Linked DNA regions of Hordeum vulgare: region 1 is linked to region 2. A link is a contact called in public Hi-C data. All regions are on one chromosome and are shown on one strand. The core of a region is the stretch at or near the end of the contact, and the rest is flanking DNA. Distances in the headings are between cores, read along the strand shown.

Region 1 (2,779 bases), core at 39-2,538, 850 kb before region 2:
CAATTCTAGTTGGACCCATGGGTGGGGGACGAGCCACTAAGGGTGGGATTCCCTATACCGTTCTCTATCTGCATAGACCCGTCCCTTCTTGTTTCCGCGCCCTCCATCTTGGGCAATGGGATGTCCGGTTTCACGCCTTCGTTTGCCCCGACGGAAACAACCGAGTAGAACCGTCTAAGGGTCTCTTTACCGGTGGTGTTCCCGGAATATCCGGACACCGTGTCCTAGCGGCTAGCACCGTTTGGTGAGTTCTTTGTCAACAAGGCATACCAAGCATTATGTCGATCCCCCACCATTCCTTGGCTCTCGGCTTTGTGGAAGGCTCCCCTGCCCTTGAAGATTAAGATTTTTGTGTGGCAACTTCTTCGAGACCGCATCCCTTCGGGGACGGAGGTGCTTAAGCGACACGGACCTGGTGATGGATTGTCCCCCTTATGCTCGGTGCCGGAGACCGGGACCCACATCATATTCACTTGCACGGCTGCGCGAGTCACATTCATACGTAAGGCTCTTGGGCCTCACTGGGAGGCTCAGGACCTCGCGGAGTTTCTCCAGACGAGGTCCAATCAACCTAGGTGACGTCGCCGCCTGCTTTGGCTGATCTTTGCAGCGATGTCGTGGACCCTCCGAACAACACACAATAAAATGGTTATTGGGCGGATATTTTTTAGGCAGGCGGCTTACTCATTCAAATTCTTTGTTTTTCTGCTGCACTGACACCCATTCTTTAGTCAACAAGATCGTGATCGACTTGGCAGCATGCTGGACGCGCTTCACACTACGACGCGCCAATTATCATCTGTGTAGGGCCGCATGGCAGCAACCACTAGGTGACTTTTTTCTTATTTTCTCTTTCTTTTTTAGGCATGAGCGTGATGCTGCCGCAGCCGTCAAGTATGCTGTGGACCTGACTGTTGGTTGTATGAACCGTTGCTTTATTTATAAAACGAGACGAAAGCCTATTTTAAAATTTAACCAAGATGTTTAGTGTCATTTCGTCAATATGAAAACTCGACTCTGGTATGCAGTCCGTGTCATCGTGATGATCTGTACGTTTACCTTGTATTTCGGCGTGTCCAAATAATAATACTGCATGACACATCTCTCGTATCTCTCTATCAGCTGGGAAGAAGGAAAACATGTGTACAGTACAGTAGTACGAGTACTTGTCTAGAGTGTAGACAATTTCCCAGGCTTTGCGTGTCCGGCTGTCCGGCATCGGCACGCACACTCATGCGTCAACTTCTCTATTAATCTCACTGGGACAAAAACTAAAGCAACGAACCAACTCTACGAACAGAAGCTGAGAACAGTTGACACTTGAGAAGGACATGCAACAACTAACAAATAGCCATCGTTTTTTCCTATCTTTTTCATTGGATAAATCTAGTTGCTAAGAAACATCTCGGAGTTTCGGATCGACTATAAAAAACATGCAAATATCCCTGATCACACCTGACCTGAGATTTTGGACTCTCTCAATGATCATTAATCTCGAAAATATCTGTCCAAAAAATATAGCAACGTTCAGTCCTCACTAAATTGTGTGGATTAGCTGCTCCAGCATTACAATCAAGCCAAGAGAAGGAAATTAACAAGTGAAGAATACGAAAGCAATTCCTCCAAAAAGAGAAGATGAAAGGAACCGTTTTGAAAGTGACATAACAAAAGCAGTTTCTCTTGAAAGGAAAAGGCATCACATCAAGCCGGGCCTTGTCGCTGAAATCACCGAACAAATCTTTGTCCTCGTGGTATGGGCCTTGTTCGACCGAGAAATGTACTCCTATCCAAGCTAAGCTTTTGAATTAAATGAAGCATAACTCAGCTTGTACCTTTGGTGATGGCATCAGCAGTGGAGGCGCAATGTGACAGAACGAAGGCGACTGCCTGTGCAGGACAATTTTTTTCTCCTTTTATGGTTGAAGGAGAACATCATTTATTTCCTTCCGGTTAAAAAGGGTGGACATGTGAAAGGTGTTGGCCACAAAGATTTTGTGGTTGTTGTACTGCACCCATCATTGCTCTAGTCCTATTGTAAGGACTATGAACTTGACAAGGCATGTACATGGAAGTAGACCTCCCAACATCGATGTGGCTTTACTGTTTCTTGTTGGTGCTCAGTTTGTGGAGGTTTGGATTTGTGTGTTTTTTCCCTTTGTGCCGAAAGGATTCTTGTTGGTGTTCATTTTGTGGAGATTTGGATTTGTGCGTTTTCTTTTTCTTTGTGCCGAAAGGACTTGTGCATGTATTTACAAAGTTCATCGTGAACGAAGCATAACTAGGGGAAAAGAACGAGATTGGTTTAGGCCATATGATCTTAAAAAAAAACTGATGCTAAAAGTTGGATGTTGACCATACAGACTACAAGGGGTCAGAATTCATGCATTGCGAACAGAGGCACCTGGTCTAAACGCTAGCGATGAGATGACAAATGCACTGAGAAGTATGCACTAAGACCAGTGGTAGAGGCAGGATTACTAAGATTTGGATGTTAAGGGGACCAATTAGAGCAAAAAAAAAATGTTATATCCACATGAACATTAGAGCATGTATAATAAAAGAATATTATAATAAAATATTATATTTTTATTAAGTTGAACGACAGAGAAGATAAACGGAGTGCAAATTAGCAACCAGTTGCAGTACGAACTCCAAGTAACATTGTGAGAGGAGGTGTGCCAGGTAGTGATAAAATAGTAAATGCTTATAGCTATCTTTCATATGAGCTCCTGCACAAAATAAATGTATCACATGAGCTGGCAGTCAGGTTGCCTATAGA
Region 2 (2,774 bases), core at 21-2,520:
AGGCATGATCGCCAACAAAGACTCGAAGGAGAAGCGCGATCAAGACAAGGAGGAGCAAATTAGGGCCTTCATCCAGGTACAAAACAAGAAGCTTACATTAGAGGCGGAGAAGCAAGCGAAGATGCTAGAGATCGATGTCATCAAAGCAGCCACCAAAGCAAGAGAAGTCCGGCTAGCTTGCATGATGAAGGGGATCGAGATCATGAAGGTGGGCTTGAGCATGGTCTCTCCGAAGAAGCGATCTTGATTCGAGAAGATGCAGGCCGACATGTTCAGCCACGAAGACAATTGATCCATGTCGGAATGCTGTGCTATATTCTCATTTTGTGTGCTGGCGTGGTCGAACTACATTCTTATTTTAAAAATTGTATATTATTTTGTAGGCTGGCATATATATATACCGGCTGCTGGCATATAGCCGATGTGAACTCTTGACACTCACATGATAGCTCACATGATCTATGACCGCAGGTCATTTTAGCGTTAAAAATGTCTGTGCAGAGACGAAAAATGTGCCGTCTCATTGAAGGCATGATGATCCATTTGCAAAAAAAAAAGGGAGCTGACCCAAACGAACAAGACTTAAACAAAATGCACAGGGAAACGTTTTCTTTCAACGCGCCGGCGGAAGCAACGTGCCGGTCGCTCGCAACCCACGCGCCTCGCGAGGCGCGCGACCCGGCGTATGGCCATGCAACATTTTCTCCTGTGGTGATTAAATTTGTTACATTTGTCCACTAAAAAAGTTGCATATACGTTTGGTTGCAACCTCAGTTTGTCGGATTTTTCGTTACAACCAGTTTTTTTTTGTTACAACCGGTATCATTTTTTGCTGCAACCGTTTACTAAAAAAATTTGCATACATGTTCGTTAGAGTTGCAACCCGAGTTCACCGGATTGTTTTGCTACAACACTTATTTTGTTTTGCTACCACGCATTATCAGCTTCGTTTTTTATTATGATCACGTTGATATATATTTTTGCTATAATTATATTTTTGTTGCAACCGTAGACGAAAATTGCTACATCGTAAACGAAATTTGTTACATCAAGAAATTTTACTGCATAAAGATCTAACGATGTGGCCCGTATGCAGCTGACGGATCGAACGATCCACGCGCGGACGGCCCAAAGTTTTGAGGGGCGCGCCGTGGAGAGCACTGCCCAAACGCATATCAGTTCGTATCGCGCTGTTGGAGTTGGGATGATCAGTCACGGAGCATTTCGTTCCTTGAGTCCGCAAATCACAGCCTGTCATTTTTCCCACTCTGCATATCCAGACGCGTCTCTGACTTGGTCCTCCTCTCCCAAATCGCATCCCTCTGCTGCTGCTCCAGTGCTACTCTCCCCCCGCCATGACCGACGGCATCCGCCGCCTCCCCTCCGGCCGCACCTCCCTGTAGCCCAACCCCCGGCCTCAGATCGCTCCGGTGCAGCCATCCACCTCCCTGTTTCCAACCACGGCGCCCGGCCTCCCGCTACCGGCATCACGGCCAGCCACCGTCTCCATTGTCCACCTCCTGAGCTCCGCCTCGACTGCCCGCTCGACTTCACCGCCGGCTGCTCCGGCGAATAGCCGTTCCCTACACCGCCCAGTTCCGAGTCGCCGCCCCGCTCACTTGCAGCACGCGTAGCTGCTCAGCCAGCCAACACGGACAGGAGGCTCGGGTCGAGATGACGTCATCGCCAGCCGTGAGCGCGACGATGGGGTAATGAACCCGCTGCTCGGCAAGCTCGCCACGCTGATGGCGGACGAGTACAGGAAGCTCAAGGGGGTGAGGAAGCAGGCGTCGTTCCTCATCCGTGAGCTCGGCGCCATGACAGCTGCCCTCGAGAAGCTGGAGCTCATGGACGTTCTAGATCCGCTGGCCAAGAACTGGAGGGATCATGTCAGAGAGATGTCCTACGACATGGAGAATTGCATCGATGACTTCATGCGCCAGTTTGGAGCATCTGATGCTAAGGCCGGCCTCATCAAGAAAACAGCTCAACGTCTCAAGACGTTGCGGGAGCGTCATCGCATTGCTGAGCAGATGGAGCAGCTCAAGCTTCTTGCTCTAGAGGCAAATGAACGACGCATGAGGTACAAGATTGACGTGTGAAAAACGATAGGTTAAGCGTATGCATCGGCTGCAGGTATAGGGGCACAATGCCGAGATTACACAAGTTGGTTAGGTCTAGGATTGATCTTCAAGTAATTTAACAACCATGGATCTTATCTCTAGACCTACCGGTTTACAAAGGGTTGGACACGGTTTATACATCACCGTATCCTAACTATACAATGTTTAACACTCCCCCTCAATCACAACTATCTAGATTGAGATTGTGTCGAAATGCTTCTAGCTGCCTAAGGGTAAGTGGTTTAGTAAAACCATCAGCAATCTGATCACCTGTAGGTATAAACCTAATATTCAGCAGCTTGTCAGCAACACGTTCTCGAACAAAGTGATAGTCAATTTCAATGTGCTTAGTCCTGGCATGAAAAACTGAATTAGCAGCTAAGTATGTAGCACCAAGATTATCACACCAAAGGGAGGCTGCCTTTGGATGACGTATCCCAAGTTCATTCAACATGTTCTGGACCCAAATAACTTCGGCAGTAGCATTGGCTAGAGTTTTATATTCTGCTTCGGTGCTTGATCTAGAGACCGTGGGTTGTTTACGAGCACTCCATGATACTAGATTTCCTCCAAGAAATATTGCAAAGCCTCCTGTAGACCTTCTATCATCTGGGCATCCTGCCCAATCTGCATCAGAAAAAGCACTTACAA

Evidence for each region. Hi-C and Micro-C count contacts between places; a contact is called where the count stands out from the background.
Region 1: a Hi-C map of leaf shows a contact between it and region 2, with 5 times the contacts expected there. The contact joins two enhancer-like sites. A contact is called at or near these places in 2 of 6 Hi-C or Micro-C datasets (leaf and seedling).

What each region holds. Positions count from the first base shown.
Region 1 is chr6H:66,437,365-66,440,143 of MorexV3_pseudomolecules_assembly, reverse strand. No RefSeq gene overlaps it. Among protein-coding and RNA genes, the nearest start is that of LOC123405940, 140 kb to the right of the region's middle. Within about 2 kb of position 1,288, at least 1 of the 3 cell types and tissues checked has open chromatin away from gene starts, as enhancers often do. A contact at or near this core is called in leaf, where this site is marked.
Region 2 is chr6H:65,582,442-65,585,215 of MorexV3_pseudomolecules_assembly, reverse strand. It overlaps the pseudogene LOC123404293. Among protein-coding and RNA genes, the nearest start is that of LOC123405101, 13 kb to the left of the region's middle. Within about 2 kb of position 1,270, at least 3 of the 3 cell types and tissues checked have open chromatin away from gene starts, as enhancers often do. A contact at or near this core is called in leaf, where this site is marked.